2 separate regions of the Mus musculus genome follow, and region 1 is linked to region 2. The links are chromatin contacts, called in public HiChIP or PLAC-seq maps. All regions are on one chromosome and are shown on one strand. The core of a region is the stretch at or near the end of the contact, and the rest is flanking DNA. Distances in the headings are between cores, read along the strand shown. Region 1 has its middle 120 kb from the start of Gm40601. Region 2 has its middle 23 kb from the start of Gm40601.

What was found. HiChIP or PLAC-seq counts read pairs in DNA pulled down with a chosen protein or histone mark.
Region 1: an HNF4G HiChIP or PLAC-seq map of pancreatic cancer cells shows a contact between it and region 2. The contact joins two enhancer-like sites. A contact is called at or near these places in 2 of 484 Hi-C or Micro-C datasets (muscle stem cells and pancreatic cancer cells) and 1 of 115 datasets of contacts at active chromatin or transcription factors (pancreatic cancer cells).

What each region holds. Positions count from the first base shown.
Region 1 is chr10:12,178,271-12,182,531 of GRCm38.p6, forward strand. No RefSeq gene overlaps it. Among named protein-coding and RNA genes, the nearest start is that of Gm40601, 120 kb to the left of the region's middle. Within about 2 kb of position 2,906, at least 21 of the 459 cell types and tissues checked have an H3K27ac peak or open chromatin away from gene starts, as enhancers often do. A contact at or near this core is called in pancreatic cancer cells, where this site is marked.
Region 2 is chr10:12,033,963-12,037,706 of GRCm38.p6, forward strand. No RefSeq gene overlaps it. Among named protein-coding and RNA genes, the nearest start is that of Gm40601, 23 kb to the right of the region's middle. Within about 2 kb of position 1,624, at least 18 of the 459 cell types and tissues checked have an H3K27ac peak or open chromatin away from gene starts, as enhancers often do. A contact at or near this core is called in pancreatic cancer cells, where this site is marked.

The DNA.
Region 1 (4,261 bases), core at 1,656-4,155, 150 kb after region 2:
AAACTGCATCAGTCATGGACCAGTTGAAAAAGTGACACATTTGAGCTTTGGTGCAGGATGAAGGCAATGGTTGAAAGAGCAGAACCTGGTACCATTTTCTCAATGACTCCCAAGACCATCCTGTAGAATTGGGCCACTAAAAGACTTATGTCTCCCATGGCCATCAGGAAGCAGCTGACAAAACTGGGAAAAAATTCTGCTTTCACCAATTAGCTCAAGGAGAACACTGTAGGGTCTGCACTGGTCAGCTGGAGCTTCATGCCCTCTTTCTCCTGCCATGTAACTCAGTTTAACTCTTGAACAAGTATATCCAACTGACATTATATAAATCATACACAAAATAATTGACAGATTCCCATGTTATACAAGTATCCCAGAGGGAAGATGAGATACAGCATAAGCAAACCAGGGCTCTTCTACCTACCAAATAGTGTTGTCACATAAAATACAGTTAACAAAAACAACTCTTAGTATTTCCCAAATGTAGAACTAGTTACCTTAAAGGAATACCCATTGTTGATGTGAACTAGATCTTTAACTGTGCATCTTAACTTTTATTTGTTAAATATGTCAAATGTACTGTGATGGAAACTAACAGACACAGAAATAATTCCAAGTCATAAAATGTGTTAAAGATATCTAGTCTCAGGTTTTGATTCTCATAGTAAGGTGGCCTTAAATATTCAATGGAATTACTTTCTATTTCTTTGAGAATTTTATACAATGTGTTTTGATCGCATTCACCTTTACCTCCCCCAACTCATCCCAGAAACACACCCCTCTCTCCTCCCCAACCATGTGTCTTCATTGGGAGGGGGCAGGTATCCATCAAGTTTAACTTGTGTTGCACATAAATTCTTGGGCATGTGACTTTCCACTGCAGTGTGGTCAACTAATCAGGAACTATACTCTTAACGAAAACTGACTCTCCCTGTCTACCCATCTAACAATTGCCAGTAGCTCCTTGGTTAAGAATGGGACTTTGAACCACCTCCCATCTCCATGCTGCAAGCTGGTCATTCTTGAGCTTGTATGCTTCTTGCCTATGCTGTCATAACCACCATTAGTTCATCTGTGAAACTGCCCTGTGTGTCCAGAGGACACCGTTTGCCTATAGTATCCACCATCTCTGCCTCTTTTGCTCTTTCTGCCTTCTCTCCCGCAGTGATGCCTTAGTCCTGGAAGAAGTGGTGTGGCATAGATGTTCTATTTAGGTTTAAACATCCCCCAACTCACTTATTTCCTGTAACTTTTCTTTTTTTTTCCAGAGCTGAGGACTGAACCCAGGGCCTTGCACTTGGTAGGCAAGCACTCCACCACTGAGCTAAATCCCCAACCCCAGTTGTTTGTCTTTATACTAGTCACCATCTACTGCAAATTGAAACTTCTCTGGTAAAGACTGAGAGGTTAATTAATCTATAGCTATAAGGATAAATATAGCCATAGATTATACTATGTTTATTTTGTAAAATAATAGTGATAGGTTTTCTCCTGATGATCTATCTCATCTCAGGCCCTTAGATAAACAATGGTGATGGGTATGGGTTTCATCTTGATGAGCAGGGCTTAAATCCAATCAAAAAGTGGTTAGTTACTCTCACAGTCTCCATGCCATTATTATACCAGTGGGCATGTCTTTCCAATCCAGTTATTATTATTGCAGTCTCAGTTCATAGCTTGGCAAACCTGATGATTACTTCTCTCTTCTCTCTTCTCTTCTGCTCGCATGCATAGTACCTACCAGAACTATGAAAGCTAGCCAGTAGGGATGAAGCTTTGAGATCAGTGCCAGCTTGATTTCTCCATGTTTTATAACTCAAGTTTGTGCTTTGTTCAGCAATAGGATCTTACCATCATGTATAGAGGTTAAACAAGAGCTTTTGGCAATAACGGGTGATGTTTGGGGGGGGGTTCTATGTGACCTCATATAATTCCATATGACTGAGTGCTATCAATCCCTCCCCATATTCTTCCTTCAACCCTGTCCTCCATCCCATACCGCTATTTAACCCTTCCTGCTCCACTATTTCCTTTCAAGCCTTTATACCACTGACTTTTATATCTCCTCCCTTGAAAGTGATCTCCCACAGACCCTTAATAAGTCCTTGACCTGTATGGATATTTCGAATGAAACACACATCTCTGAAGATTCAAAGCTAACATCTCTTTCTGAGCCTGACTCACCTTGCTGAGAATTGATTCCATTCTACTTGTGAATTTTATAATTTTGTTGTTCTTAGTGGATGAATAATACCCCATTGTATAAAAACACCACACATTTTGTTATGTATTCACTGGTTAATGGATAGCTAGCTTGTTCCTATTTCCTGGCCATTATCAGTAGAATGGCAGTGAGCATTAATGATGGCGGGTACCCAGATCTTTATAGTAGGATATAGACTACTTCTACATGTCTGAGTGGTATAGCTAGATTGAATTTTCTTTCTAGATTTTTTATGAGTTCCCTCAAAATAGGAAGCAGATTCTAGTGACCTATCAGAGGATATCCATGCTGGATGTGAGAAAATTCCACAGACATAATTTTTTTTCTTTCCCTTTTCATTCACTGGTTAAGAAGTTGAGTTTGAACAGACTCAGGATCAAACCCCTAACCCCCAGATTCAAACTTCTTTTCTTAGTTGCCTCCAAAAAGATTTAAAGTCCTTCTTAATTTGTGATTTACATTTAAACTTGAGCTGCAACAACAGATATGTGGGGTTGCTTTTAACCCCTCATGGCCACTGATTACCTTAGAAAGGACACTCTGTCAAGCAAGAATTACCCTGGGGAAACCTCTGCACCAGGGGTGGCCTAGATTGAAGCTGTGGAGGTGATTAATCGGATCCGTATTTCAGGCATGTGATAACTCTTCTGACTCACAGTTCTCTTGTCCCTAAAATGAGGTCATAAGTACTTTTCCTGGTTTCTTTACAAGCTTTGCCATAAAGATCAAGTGAGCTCACATCTAGAGAACTCTCTACAACGGAAGGCGTTATATAAGAAACTTCATGCAGCCTCATAATTTAAAAATTCTCAGGCTTAAAATATTCAGCTTCCCAACCATCATTTCTCTCAGAGGGGCATGAATTCTTCTTTATTTAATTTATGAGCAGAAGACATTTATGTTACAACAAGAAACCCAAAATAGAAATGTTTTAAACTCAACAACAACAACAAAAAGGATACTATGCACAAGTAAATAAACTCCAAAGGTGTGTGATGCAAGGAAGTTGGTGGCCTTTAAGGTCCTGGTTTCCATTGTTTTGCTTTTCTGTCATCCTTCACAGAGTTTGAGGTTGTTTAAGATGCTTGATTTAATCCTAATCATTTTAACCTATATTCCAATCTCCAGGAGGAGAAAGTTTTAAAGGAGATACACCACTTCCTTTGAGTTGTATATGGTTTCTGAAATGTTAGAACTTTTGCCAGCTACATTACTTTGCCATAATTGCATCAAAGGGTCACACTTCATTACAGAAAATAGGGAAATTGGGTGTCATCATGGGTAGCCATGCAGCTATCGGAAAATCAAATTATACATTACCAAATCAACATTGTGTCTCTTCCATGGTAAGTAAACTAGGTATACTCCCATATAAACTGGAAAATGATTAAATGAAAAGTAACATTTAATTTAAATGAAGACACAACTAGAAAAGCTGCATTATACTGACTTTAATGGTGTAATTAAACCATTGTCTGGGTAGATAATAAAGTCTATATGGCACTAGCATATTGTCAGCTACATGTCTACTAATTTATAAATATTAAATAATAAACAACTAAGGTAAGAGGAAAGAATCACAAATGTTGTCTCTGTTGAAAAACAAATTCTAACAATGAAACTTATTCAGCCTTGGAAATGTAATAAACAGCTTTCAAAAATTGTCCTCTGACTCACAGAGCCAGCAAACTGTATCAAACAATAATATACAAGATTGTGCCAAGCACAAATCTTACATGTCCTTCAAAACTATCCCTCAGAGGCTAAAACCACAGAAAAAAATGATAGAAGCAACTTTTCCTTGTCAGTTTGAAAAACTCTCTGGGTCACAAATTCTGGGCAGTCCCCCTGAAGACTTTAGTGAGATAAGACTCCATCCCATGGGCACTTAACTGTGCTCCTTCCTTTTTGGAAATCCTAGAATTCCTTTTCTCATGACACTAATACTGTGGTACAGATGAGATTCCAGGGTTCTGTAGTCAGTAGATATATGGTATCCATTTCCTTAATAAAAGCCAATTTGTGGGGTTTTGGAAT
Region 2 (3,744 bases), core at 374-2,873:
CCATGAATCTTCTGTTTCTCTTCTCCCTTCCTAAAACCCAATAGAAAGTACAACAGACATTCTTCAAGTTATTTATTACTCTTAGGGTTTGAGCACAACTAGGGAGAACTATGATTAAAATCTTTAGAAGCAAAAACTGACCAGGTTGTAAGACTACAAAATCTAGGAGATCTTGACAGTCTTACATTCTAGGTCATCTAGGCTTTAGATGAGTTAACAGTTTCTTTATAATTTTCCTATTTCTCTTATTTATTTCTATTTTCCCATTAAAAGAGCTTTCTGCAAGAAAACTTGCTGGAAGAAAATACAAAAACGGGAATTATTTGCCACCAATTGCTAGAGTAGAAAAATAAAATAAGATCAAAGTACCATTCCAGAGGAAGGACGTTGGAAGGAATCAATCTCTTCGTAACAATGTATATTAGAACAGACTCTTGTTGAGAACTAGCAGGCTTGTAACAGAAATTGATCACTCTGGGAACAGGACAGGAGAAAAGAATAGCAAACTAGCCAAGCCAACAAAGTAACAACCCTGTGGTGTAGGGCTAGCATCACATAATCAATACTGAGCATTCAGATTAATGATGGCCCCGGCAAGAGTAACTAACTATTCCATATCACCAAGGCAGAGCCTGGAAGGGTGTAGCTATCAACCAAAGCAAGGTAAAAATAGAAAGGAATCAAATTTAACCCATGTCTCATTAGAGAAAGCTGATACCTGTCTACTCCCTTCCTCAGAAACAACACTGAGAGTTACCTTGTCAACACCCACAAAACACACTATCAAAGACTTCAGCCTAGAGCAAAGTCTGGAGATAGAGTAAAAGACAAAGCAACCAACTTTCATCTCTGATTCAATCAACAACTAAATAAGCTATATAAATAGGATGCCTTTAATGGCAGGTTACAAAGTCTTCTCCCATGATGCACAGTCTTAAAAAAAAAAATCATTACCTTTCTGGCAGGCACTCTAATCTGATTATGTACATTTTAGCTTGCTACATTTAAATTTACCTTAATTGCATATATAAGGAAATAAGAACTAATCTGTTTCATAGTGACAATGAATGAGACTATTTAACACTTATTCAGAATAGTTTATAATTTTAGAACCCAAATAAATATTTGGTCAATAGAATGTGCCAGGAATTATATTTGGCAAAGAAAAAGTGCTTTATCTCCATCAAATAATAGAAGCACATCCATTTGTTATTTTTTTCAAGTGGTGACAGTAAAATCAATTCTAAGGGGAGAAAAGGAAAATGAGATTCTGAATTCTCAATATACCTTCTAGTTCCCCTTGACACACTAATTAGTCACCCACCCTCCTTTTTATGCCTTGAAGGGTGTTTGCTTAGAGAAAAACAGGAAACTGGCAAACCCTGGGAGTGGCAGTGACTAATGAACAAGAGAAGAGGGAAGTGACAATTTCTTTGAATGGAGCCATTAGCTCATGCTGTTCTGTTGTTTTGGTGGCTCCAGGCCTCTATATTCTAACATTCTCAATTGTTTACAGACATTCCTGTGGAGAACTACAGACTGTACATCACCCATCATTGATAGTCCGTGGTTTGTAAGATTATAGAAGACATATCTTTTCTGGCTTGTTTCTTAAAACCATTTTTGCTCCTCTCCTGAGATTCAAGAGGATGTATAAAAGACAGTGTTTCCTCACCCCATCACTTTGAAGAGTTTGCAGAAAGCTCTTTAAAAGTTTTGAATGTCAAGCATAAATGACAGAAACATTCCTAGAAGGCTTGATAAACAGTTATCTTCAGACTTTATGGTCAAATTAGAATATATATGTATATATATGGAAAGGCAACTCAGGTTAAGAGTGCTGGCTGTTCCTTCATAGGGAACACCTGACTACTAAAATTACCTCTCTGTGACTCCAGTCTCAGGGATCTAATGCCCTCTTCTGGCCTCAGTGGGCACCAGGCACTTGCATGGGACATAGGCATACATGAAGACTAAATACCTTTACACATAAAATTATGTATGTTATGATCTTATAACAATGAGGACTATTTCAACATTCATATTTTCAAAGGTTTCTTGAAGCAGCATGAAATTATATTTTGGAATTTATAAGAAATTTTCCAACCTAAGAAAATATATGACTGAATTGAAAGTCATTAAGAACTGGTAAAGTTCTAATTCATAAGAAGGTCCCCACTACTGCACTATGGTGGGTAGATATTTATCCGTTGGTCCAAAACACAGCTCTCATCTCAAAATTAACGAGATCATTGTCAGACAGCAACGGGAGTGACTATTGCCAAGAAACACAGAATCAGATTGTCCACATTCACATATTTCAATGTGAAAATGATTGCATGAATATTGCATTTAAATGTGAGATGTATTCCATAGGCTAAATTGAGCATTTGTCTACCTTGGTAATCTGGTGAGCCAAATGCAAGTTCCTTTATCCCAATTTAATGTGTGTGTGTGTGTGTATGTGTGTGTGTGTGTGTGTGTGTGTGTGTGTGTAAAATGAATACAAGTTCAAGAGGCCATATCAGAGTTCAAGAGGATTGGCCTGACAGAAGTGCAAATAGATAAGATAATGAGCCCAAACCAACCAAAAGAAGTAGCTACTGCTATAGAATCAGGTCTTGCAAGAGTCAGGATTGAGAGCAAAAATGCAGCCAGCTGCAGAGACAAAAAGGCGGGATAAAATCCAGAGCAGGAATGGCAGGTTCAGGTTCAGAGGAACTAGCAGGTGCATAGTTAGACAGCAGTTCAATTGTCATGATCCACAGCCTCGATCAAGTAGAATGTCAGTGACAGTCAGAAATTTAGTCTATGACATGCACATTGGGTGTTAGATAACAACGACTATCAGTTTATGAGCCCAAGTGAGAGGGTTGCACTCATTCTTTGGTCTGTCCTGTTCAGTAAGTTCCTGGACCTGTTTATTAAATATAACTTTAATATACCCACATACCCCTATAGCAATATTTCTCAACCCGTGGGTAGTGCCCTGTTTGGGCAGGTTGAATGACCCTTTCACAGGGGTTGCCTAAGACCATCCCACATAACAGAGTTTTACATTACTATTCATAAAAGTAGCAAAATTACAGTTATGAAATAGTAGCGAAAACAGTTTTATGGTTGGGGGGTACTATAACACAAGGAATTTTATTTATTAAAATGTTGCAGCACCAGGAAGGTTGAGAACCACTCAATTTAGTTTGAGAAATTTATAGGGTGGTGGAATTTCTACTGCCAGGAATAAGCTATTCATTAGTCTCTGTTGCATGGATGGTCCTGGACAAATGGTGTTAGTTGACCAGTATAATCTTTCTCTTCCTTCAAAATGGACTCAAAGACTGCTTGTATAATGAAGTTTCTCAGGACAAAACAATTTGGGGGAATAAAATACGGTTTTACACAAAATGGAATAACTTCAGGCAAAGAATTCAGGCAATGTCTCAACATTGATATTTACTTTGGTCTTTTCTGTTCATAAAAGACATTTTCCTTTAGGAAATTTCCATCATTTTCTGCTGGTGGAAATGCTGAGTAAACTGCCAGAATTCATGCAGAAGGTAAGTCACAATTGATTATCACATCCTAGCCATATCTTCTTTCATTCTCATTTGAGTCTTTGTCACTGGACCAAGGAGAGTGGGTAAGGGCCGAGTTTCCAATACCTTCTCTAGAATTTATTTGATAGAGTCATTTTTTAATTTTCTAAAGAGTCGCTTCTAGTTTTTAAAAACATTTATTTATTTA